2 separate regions of the Sus scrofa genome follow, and region 1 is linked to region 2. Evidence: chromatin contacts called from public Hi-C data. All regions are on one chromosome and are shown on one strand. The core of a region is the stretch at or near the end of the contact, and the rest is flanking DNA. Distances in the headings are between cores, read along the strand shown.

What was found. Hi-C and Micro-C count contacts between places; a contact is called where the count stands out from the background.
Region 1: a contact with region 2 is called in a Hi-C map of fetal skeletal muscle, with 2.7 times the contacts expected there. The contact joins the enhancer-like site here to the promoter of INHBA in region 2. A contact is called at or near these places in 3 of 5 promoter capture datasets (fetal liver, fetal skeletal muscle and liver) and 12 of 47 Hi-C or Micro-C datasets (embryonic fibroblasts, fetal heart ventricle, fetal skeletal muscle and 8 more).

The regions. Positions count from the first base shown.
Region 1 is chr18:54,248,907-54,253,803 of Sscrofa11.1, reverse strand. The region is part of intron 6 of SUGCT (succinate--hydroxymethylglutarate CoA-transferase); the gene reads left to right. Among named protein-coding and RNA genes, the nearest start is that of SUGCT, 32 kb to the left of the region's middle. Within about 2 kb of position 3,268, at least 7 of the 83 cell types and tissues checked have an H3K27ac peak or open chromatin away from gene starts, as enhancers often do. A contact at or near this core is called in fetal skeletal muscle, where this site is marked.
Region 2 is chr18:52,888,199-52,893,769 of Sscrofa11.1, reverse strand. It overlaps INHBA (inhibin beta A subunit), which reads right to left and starts at 4,086. Exons shown (of 6, transcript NM_214028.1-2): 1 at 3,666-4,086. The coding sequence starts at 4,053.

The sequences.
Region 1 (4,897 bases), core at 2,019-4,518, 1.4 Mb before region 2:
AGACTAATTTTGTGGTAGGAACATTGGGTATATACCCTTTAGTGAAATTTTCTGATTTTTTTTTTTTTTTTTAAGGAAAGGAGTCTGCAAAGTACCTTTTTGAGTTTCATGAATTCCTCAGTGACACTGTCTTAATCTCTATCCATGTATAGACGTATTGCAGGATTCCACTTGGGGTTAGGGCCTCATGAGTAACCTCAGGACTCAACTCAGAGAGAATAGCCCTGAGAGACCCACTCTTTGGGTTTTTTTCCTCTTTTTTAAAAGGCTGCACATGCAGCATATGGAAGTTCCCAGACTAGGGGAGCTGCAGCTGCTGGCCTACACCACAGCTATAGCAACACCGGATCCTGATCCCACTGAATGAGATCAGGGATTGAACTTGCGTCTTTATGGACCCTATGTCAGGTTCTTAAGCTGACTGAGCTGCAGTGGGAACTCCCCACGCAGAAAAAAACCTGAGAGCTTTACTTATGAAATGAGGAATAGCATATGTAAAAACTAAGAAACAAGAATAGCCAAGACAGTGTGAAGGACGAACACAGCAGGTAGATTTGCCCTGTTAGATATAAAGCCTTATTATGCAGCCCTAATAATAAGACAGTGTGATATTGGCCCATAGATAAAGACATGGATCAGTGGAACAGAACAGAGAGCTTAGAAACATACTGGTACATATACGGAAACATGTTTTTTTCAGGGCTTAAAATATAGATCATTAAAGGATAGAATATGAAGTAATCAATGGTAGAACAATTGGTTGTTTTTACAGAGAAAGATACAATTGATTTTCAAGTTTATTCTGTACACTAAAATAATTTTCCAAGTGGAATTAAGCCCTAAATATAAAACATGAAACTTTCTTTTTGGCCACACCTGCAGCTTGCAAAAGTTCCTTGGGTCAGGGATCAAACCCACATAACAGAAGTGACCTGAGCCACAGCAGTGACAATGTCACATCCTTAACTGCTAGGCCACCAGGGAACTCATAAAAAGCAAAACTTTAAAACTTTTAGAGAACAATATGAGAAAATATTTTTATGGCCTTAGATCAGGGAAGAATTTAATAGAGAACACATGAACTACAAAGGAAAAGATTGATAAACTTGACGCTGATTAAAATCAAAACCTTTTGTGCAAAAGCTACCACACACAAAAAAACAAGAAGACAAGTCACAGACACTTGGAAGATAACACAAAGGATTGATAACTAGAATATATTTAAAAAATTCCTTCAAATCAAATAGGAAAAGAGAATTCAATAGACAAACGACCAGGCTCTAGAAAAGGAACCCTGAATGGCCAGCAAAAAGTTACTCAGTCTCGGTGTACTTTAGACAAATACAAATTGAGACAAAAATAATGTTTTATTTCATGACTAAGAGATTGACAGCCATTCAAAGTCAAACCATACCAGGTGTGGATGTAGCCAGGCAAGCCTTGAACGCTGGGGGAGGACTGTAAATTGATTTCCTATTGGAAGGCTGTTTGGCCGGCCCTTTCGAGACTGTACATGAGTCTGTCCTGCGGCCCCAGGTTCCCTTCTAGGTGCGATCAACGTAGATGAATTTTACAAATACAATTTTTAGTGAAAAAAATTGCAAAAGATGATATACAGAGGAGTTCCTGTGGTGGTGCAGCAGTAACGAATCCGACTAGTATCCCTGAGGACACGGGTTCGATCCCTGGCCTTGCTTAGTGGGTTAAGGATCCAGTGTTGCCCTGAGCTGTGGTGTAGATCACAGATGCAGCTCGGATCTGGTGTTGCTGTGGCTGTGGTGTAGGCCGGCAGCTGTAGCTCCAATTCGACCCCTAGCCTGGGAACCTCCATATGCTGAGTGTGCAGCCCTAAAAAGGCCAAAAAAAAAAAAAAAAAAAAAGGGAATAGAGAGAATGACATGATTCATATACAGTTAAAATCGTATGAATATTATATATTTTTGGTATTTCACTGATAATGTGATTAAAATATAAACATGTGCATGGTAATGAGACAATACTGAACTCCAGAGAATGACTGCCCCTGGGGAGTGAGCAGGGAGGCTCAGGGACAGGAAGAGAGACACACAGGACTCGGCTCTCTCCGCCCGATGATCCCACGGCAGGTGCGCCTATGTGTTAGTGTTCAGGGCACCCTTTTCTGTTTGGACGGGCAGCAGCGGAAGAGTCGGAAATGCCCACGTGATGTCCTCTCTCCTTCTCTTCCTTGCCCCCCCCCCCGCCCCCGCCACTGCGACACCGGGACACATACTTCTTGAGCTTCTGTCGATTCCTGGCTGAGTTGAGTGTACAGGGCGGATAATGCAGACCCGGGGCCTGCCTTTAAGGAGTTTACAGCCTGGTGTCAGAGACGTTTCATGAACAAATGAAAAATGGAGCGTGGCACGTCCTGACAGGTTGTGCTGTTACGGAAAGACCAACACCGTGGGGAGGTTAATAGAGGGGCAGATGCGTCAGGAAACGGGAAGGTCAGGGAGGGCCTTTCTGGGGAGGGGACACTTAGCAGAGCCAAAGTGTCCTGAGGAGCCGGCCACGCGCCGAGCCGGGGGGGGGGGGGGGCGGGGTGGGCGGGGCCTCGGGCGGAGGGAGCACCCTCTGCGAAAGTAGGAAGAGGCCTGGGGGAGCTGGCGTGCCTGGAACAGAGTGCTTGCGAGGGCGCGGCGTCAAGGGTCCGGGTGCCGTGCCTGCTGGGAGAGGTTTGAGCCGTAGGGGATGTGGTTGAAATCACGTTAAAAAGAGTCTCGGAGTTCCCGCCGTGGTGCAATGGGACATGCGGTGTCTCTGCAGCACCCGGAGGAAGGTTTCATCCCGGGCCAGGCGCTGTGGGTTTACAGGATCCCGCCTTGTCGCAGCTCCAGCGTGGGTCGCAGCTGCAGGTGGGCTCTGATCCCCGGCCGCGAACTCCACATGCCGAGCGCCGCCGAAAAGGAAAAGAAAAGTCTTTAGGAGCTCCCTGGCGTTGCAGTGGGTGAAGGCTCCCATGGTGTCCCTGCTGTGGCACGGGTTCCACCCTGGCCTGGGCGATTGCGTATGTCATGGGGGTAGCCAAAAAAAGAAAAAGAAAAGTCTTTAAAAAGGGGTAGGAATCAAGTACTGATTGACCCGTCGAAGAACTTCATTGTCATCATTGACCTTGAAAGAAGGTTCATGTTTGAGAGAGTAGCTATGAAGAGAAAATTTCTTTAGATTACTGAAGGCTCCCATGTGCTTCAGAGTCAATAACAGAGAACGAGGAGCCCAAATGGATATGGCAAGTCATCTAGCAGCTGCATCCAACGTTTATATCATGGCAACGCTAATGCAAAACAAAACACTGCTGCACTTGGATTCTTACGGAGTGAGTTAGTCTTTGTGTGTATGCGTGTGTATATACATATATTCTCATCATTCTCTACATATTCACCATATGACCATGTTTCTTTTTTAAAAAAAAATGATTAGACGTCTGCGCATTGTAGACCCATAAACATTTTGAAGGGCAGAAAAAGAAGAAAGAAAAGGATGGGAGGAGGGAGGGATGAAGAAGGGAGGGAGGAGGAAGGGAGGGATGGGAGGAGGGAGGGAAGGGAGGAGAGAGGGATGGGAGGAGGGAGGGATGGGAGGAGGGAGGGAGGAGGGAGGGATGAAGAAGGGAGGGATGGGAGGAGGGAGGGATGGGAGGAGGGAGGGATGGGAGGAGGGAGGGATGGGAGGAGGGAAGGATGGCAGGAAGGAAAGTAAAGAAAGAATCAGAACCGAGTTAAAGGACATAGCAATGGGTATGGGTTTTTTTTTTTTTTTTTTTAACTTCTAAAAATAGTAGTCCAGTTTAGTTAGTTAAGAATCATTTCTAGAGAGAATAAACAATCCGCGCAGATATGACATTAAAAGGGATCCTTATAGTCGAAAGAATTGGAAACTACGGATCTAAATTATGAGTGTCTCTGTTGCAGCCCCTTCTAACAGGACATATTCCCCCCTCCCGAGTTTTAGTGTTGTGGCCATCTGTCCAACTTTATGCTCAGTGATCCTTAGCAAAAGTGTGGTTTAACGTATTTACCATTTCATACCAAACTCAGTGTTTAAATAAACAATGACACCATCTCTGCAGGGGAGAGAAACGCAGCACTGTCATAAATACAGGATTTCAAAACCAGCCTGTAAAGCTAGGGACTGAGATTGTATTTTGTCTGTAGACAGGGACTGACTCCAGAAAGTGACTTTATGCTTTCATTTCATCCCCCAAGGGTACAACCTTTTTATCTTTAAATGCTTCTTTTTACCCTTACGCGTATAACAGATGTGTTATACGAGTTGGACTCAGTAGAGCTAAGCAGAAACTGTATTTTTTCCCACCCTACCTCTGCAAACCTGCATTCTTGACTCATTTTCCTTGCTCATGGGTGAAGTCCCAGGACATCCTACAGACCTTTTTTTCTGGTTGTTTTCTCTCAAGTATTAAGAAGTCCAGTCCCATCTGAGATCAGAATCTCAGACTGACCTCTTGGAAACCTGGAGAGAGACAGAGACAGAGACAAAGACAGAGAGAGAGAGAGAGAGACAGAGACAGAGACAGAGAGAGAGAGAGAGAGTGTGTGTGTGTGTGTTGGAAGAGCTAGTTTCTTTTTCCATGATCCATCTCTTCTCCGTTGCAGCTGCTGATTATGATTGCTTCAGAGTCAGGCCCTCTTGGGGAAGAGAGTGAAGTGAGTTAATGGGTACCAAAGAGCTGGTGCTTGATTGAGGTGTTTGGGCCCTGCATTGGGACCTGCTGGGTGGCTGAAGCTTAGTTGATGGCTCTTTGTCCTTTGGGGAGCTTTCAGGTTCCTCAGAGACCTCAGGCTGTACTTCTCACTCTTTGGTCTTTTTGTGGAATTCTGTATGTAGAGTCTACCTGTTCGGGTCACTTAGAGTTTTT
Region 2 (5,571 bases), core at 2,837-5,336:
TTTGTTTGCTTCTGAAATGTATCATTCCAGAGAGCTCCAGAATGTTCACATGTATCAATAACTAGAATTCCCATTTCCCCTCCTTCGGTCTCATTTCACGTGTTACAGGTAAGTCACGTCCTTCCCATCCCATAACAAGCCTAACTTTTCCCAGAGGATGAGAGGAAGGAGCCGGGGAACTGATAATCCCTGAGATTAGGGCGCTACAGCCTGGGGCTTCCAGTAGGTGAAATTGTGTTTCCCTAGAAGATTAACAGATAAGGAGCAAAAGTCTTTGGAAGGCGCCCTCTTGTGGCCAATCACGCCCCACTATTCAGAGGAGAAAGTGTGTAACCCCTAAAGACACCTTCCAGGGAGGGTGAATTCCCAGGCAAGTTCAGGAGACTGCCAGGGGGTGACGGGAGTCCATTCCTCTTTGAGCTGGCCTTCTTGGGGTGGAGGAAAACTCATCCCAGCCAGCTGCTTCCAGCCCCTGTTCGGGAACATTTGTGACCATTTCTAATGCAAATCTTCTGTAACTAGGATCTTCCAGGGGAGGCGGTGTACACGCTGCTTTCAACCACCCTTGGGCTATGTCAGTGTTTTCTGTTTCTCGGTGTTTGATTTGCCTTCCTTTCCTAGCCTTTCTTCAGCAAGTGCTGTCACTGCTAACTTAACGACCAGAATCGGTGTATAAACTTGGCATCACAGAGAGTCAAGGATACATGTTATTGTACTTTGCCGGCTGTTGTCACTAATGCAAAGGAGATAAAACAGGATACAGTGGTCGCGAAAACCACTGACTTTAGCTTTCGTGACAATGACGGGGACAGTTGCCTTAGCTCTGCCCATCCCTTCCTCCTTTCTTTTGAGATTTTCAAGAACACAGTAGACGATTCTGCTGCCAGCCTTGCCAAGAGTGCAGTGACCTCAGTGAGCAATGCTGGGTGACAGATATGATGAGAAAAAGCATTTTTGTTTGTGGGAATATGTTCCAGAGAGCCCGAGGGCCACTCCTTGCCTCTTACTCCATAACCTCTCAGCTTTACCAGGACGAGGCCTTGGGCACCTGAGCACAGTGAGACTGACTCAGTTCAAAGACCTCTGGGCACGTGAGGTGCTGTCATCTTTCAACTGCCAGGTGGCCCTGTCTCGGCCTGTTTGGTCGTGGAGCGTGGAGGCAACAACTGAACGCGAATCCCCAGCTGAGGAAACCTGAGACCGAGGGGGGCCTCTGTAGGCGTGTGACCCTCACGCAGGCCACACTTACTGACTGCATCCTACGCGGTACAGAATCGCTTCTGAAGAAAAGGACAGTGAGTGCTCTCTGCTGCTCTCAAAAATCTTGACTTCTGACTTTGGCCGAGTGTTGCTCAGGTTGACTTAGTCATAGCAGTAGAGCAATGAGACATGTTTGTATTTTCACTACCGTCACCCCGATGTTAAATCTCTTTCTTGGTTTAGCATAGAAGCGCCCACAGACACGGTACTACTCTCTTCCGGGAGAGGAGACCGTCCGTAGGGCAGTCACTCTGGGGAACTCGTACTAAATCGGCCCGAGGCAAAACCTCTGCAATGAGCAAACTGAGCAAGGAGAATCAAATCTTTGCTGAGGATCCAGCAGCTCAGCCCGAGTCTGGGTGTAAAACGCAAACGGGAGGAGTTTCCATTACAGACCCTCAACTTTAGTCAATGTGCGAATCAAATGAATCCACCTTTTCAAAAAGCAGCTCAATTTCTTTCCAACCAAACACCTACCAGAGGAGTTTAAAAAAAAAAGGACAAGACTGAGGGAAAGACTGGCATGAGACGAGGCCATACGTGAGAAAGAATGGGAAAGGTCAGATTCTTCCATGGCAAAATTCTCAATGCCAAGGGAGCGAGTGATTCGCTATCCGAGTCAAAGTCAGATCCGGGGGCCCAGTGCTGGTATCAGGGATAGAATTCAAAGGGGCCAGGGGCATAAGTCTACTTAGTCATATGATGTGGGTAAAGCCAGTTGAGGAAGAGCTGCAATTAAGGCCGTGCTGTGTGGCAACTGGTGTATAAAAACCTGTACAGGGTCCCTTTGTGGCAAGAGTGGGAACAGCCCCCCAACCACTGGAATCCACTTGCTGCTCAGGACCCCGGCAAAGACTGAGCAAATCTGGGTAGCCACTCGAAAGCTCCACCCTGCCTTTCCCCTCCATACGCTTCAAAAGATAAAGTCAAAAGTATCAGGGCCTTTGGGGCTTCATTAAAAAAAAAAAAAAAAAAAAGGTTTAGAGGAAGAAAGTAGTCAGACCTTTCTCGAAAGGAAAGAAGCTTCTGGTGAGACAGCTAGAACCGCCCTTAGGACATCAGGGCTTTGCCGAGGAGGAGAAGCCAGCAAGCCAGCAGGCTATCTGCTCCCTTCAAGAGGATGCCCAGGTCTCGCACGGTTTTCTTGAGCACATAACATCTGAGTCAACAGGTTTTCAGGATTGGAAATTCTGAGTGTTGCCTTAATTGTTTATACTGCTGCGGCAAACTTTTAAACAGCAATGCTGGGAGTCCCGGCACACACTTTACTGGCCATATGCTCTACCAAACAAAACAATGGCATTCCTTTCAAATGGATTTGGCAAGGGATACCATTCTGTAGCCTGGCATTACCATGAAAGTAACATGGAATTAACACATCTGTGTGCCTGGACTTGCCCAGCTTGTAGGCAGGCAAAAGGATCCGGGTCACATAACTGTAAAAATGACCTGGCCCCGGGTCTCCAGCCCTCCCGCTTGACAGGTATTTTTTTCTTCAGCAACAGGTTCGTGTGGTCCTGAGCCAACGATTAGAATCTATTTATTAAAGTTCTTCCTCTTAAGGATTGAGTGAGAGCTCCGTGTAGTATCTGGAGCACTTTGTCAAGGTTGCATTCCTTGGCAGAGAGCTCTTAGTAACTTTACAGAGAACAAAACTCTTTCTTTTCCTTTTTTTTTTTTTTTTTTTTTTTGGTTCCGAGAGCAAAAGTCAGTGTTCCAAAAAGCAACTGCCTGCCGGTTCAATGTCATGTGCCCCCACCCCCACCCCCACCCCCACCCCCACGTCGCTCTCGCTCGTCCCTGCCTAAAACGTGATGCCTGTGCTCCTTCGAAGCCGAGTTGCCAAAGGTAAACACGACTGTCACTAATGCAGATGCCCCGCTTCTGGAAGGTGGCCCCTGATTGGACTTTTAAAGAAAAAGGGCTGCTTGGGCGACAAGGACTTCCTCCGTGCCCTTCCACCCCAATCCCGCGCTCGCCGCCCCCTCCCCCGCCCCCGGGTAGAAACTTCGGATGGGGTCCGGAAGCCTCCCGCCCCCCCCAGCCCCCCGAAACTGCCCGGCTTTCCTCTCGCCGCCCTGCTCTGCTCTCCCGGGCAGGGCAAGGGAGCCTCTCTCCCGCCGGCTTCCTGCTCCGGGATCGGCCGAGCGCTTCCTCGGCGCGACCGGCCGAGCGGAGCAAGTGTACGCCGACCCCCTCCCTGCCGCCGCCGGCCGGGGCTCTGCCTGGGCTCCCGGCTCCGGGAGGTTCCCTCCCGGTCCGCCCCTGGTCGCCCCCCGGCCGGCCCGCTCCCGCGCCCGGCGAACGCACGACCTTCCCGGGCGGGTGCAGCTGGAGGGCGGCAGGTTCCCCCCGCGCGGTCGGAGACCCGTGCCCCCCACCCCGCCCCCCAGGCCAGCACCCACCTGCTTCCGCGAAGGTGATGATCTCCGAGGTCTGCTCCATGAGTTCATTCATTTCCGCCCTCCTCCCGATGTCGTCCTCCAGCTCCACGTACCCGTTCTCCCCCACTTTGCCCACATGAAGCTTTCTGATCGCGTTCAGAAGCGCCGCCTTGGGTACCGGCTGGGTGACATCGGGTCTCTTCTTCAAGTGCAGCATGTTTAAAATGTGCTTCTTGACGGCTTCCACCATCTCCGGCTGAGAGTTGGGTACATCCTTTGGGAGGGTGGCCAGCGCACAGGACGGGCAGTCCGGGGCTGCGCTGTGCCCCCCGGATCCTGGGGTGGGGGAACTCCTCACTATAATCCAGCAACTCGCCAACAAAAATCCTCTCAGCCAAAGCAAGGGCATCCTGGCAGCCAAAGTTGTGGTGACGGCCCTTTTAAAAGGCTCCGCTCTTCCTCCCCCTCACGCACGGGTTTTTTTTTTTTTTTTTTTTTTTTTTTTTTTTTTTTGCTTTTTTTTTTTTCTCTCTCTCTTTCCTTTTTGGGGTTTTGGTGTGTGTGTGTGTGTTTTGGTTGGTTTGTTTGTTTGTTTTTGTTTGTTTGTTTCCTGTCTCCTCTTCAGTCAATTCTCTGGAACAAGAACAAAAAGTTTGCTGTGAAGTTTGTTTGCAGGTTCCCTCTCTGGATGCAGTCGGGGCTGTAGGTTTGTGGCTGTCAGGGAGGAGAGTAAGAGAGAGGGAGGGAGGGAGGGAGGGAGGGGGGAGAGACGGGGGGGGGGAGACAGAGACAGAGAGAGGATGGGAGGGAAGAGAGACGGGGAGGGAGGGGGGGGGAGAGGGGGAGAGAGGGAGCGATTGGCCCCGAGTGAGTGAGTGAATGGGAGAGGGAGGGAGCCGCGCTGCGAGTAAAGGCTGAGATTAGGAAGGGGAGGGACCGCCCGCTCTGACGGGCTGCTCGCCTGCTGCTCGCGGCTCCCTCGCACACACCTCTCTGCACACACCACCCGCCGCCCGAGGTCTGCTTCCCCTCCGCGAGGAAACGCTCCTGATTTTGGGCCACTTCTCCTTTCCCTCCCTTGCTTTCTCTGCCCAGTCCCCTTGCTTCACCTTCTTCCTCTTTTTTTTTTTTTTTTTTTTGGCGGGGGGGGGGGGAAGCAAAGCCCAGACACAGACGCCCTATCTCAATCAATCCACCGAGAGGACCCGCCGGAACCAGCCTGGCCCAGCGCCCCTCCACCTGCCGAGCCACCGACTCAGGGGTTCGGACACCCCCGGCGGGAAGGTGGGGTTCAGGGTCCCCGGAGGGGGCGGACAGGTGATGGAGGGCTTGGGAAGAGGGGCCAGCCCATCCTCCTGGGCTGAGGGAATCCTGCAGAGCGCCCCCCCCCGCCCCCCTCCCCCGCCCTTCATTCATAGTTCAGTGTTCAGGGCCGTCCACGCTGGCGGGCGATCAGAGATCAGAGAACTTTTGTTTGGGGTCATGTCACAGACTCTACTTTTCCCCAAATGCAAAAATGCAGCCGGGCATTGGAAGATCCACAGGCAGGCGGGCTGGCAGGCAGCGTGGTCCACGCTCCTGTCATGTGCAGCTCTGCACCCTCTCTTAGCCGTGCCCCTTCTGCCCTGCACACACACGCACAGATGACAGCTTACCACCGCTGGCCCTGACTGACTGCACAGATAAAACGCACAAGTCAGTTGGCCTTTCCCACATTATTTTATATAAAGAGTGCGCTCCCGTGACTTGAATAACTGGTCCTAGGGGGAAAGAATCGCTAAAATATATGGGCAAATGACTTTCTCTGTCATGTGGTAGTTTGTTCAGCCTGGCCCCTACCCCCATCCCCATTCCAGACCAGTCTGCTCATGGACTGGCCCCCTGACGGCTTCTTTTTCTCTCCAAGGAACAGCACAAGATGAAATCA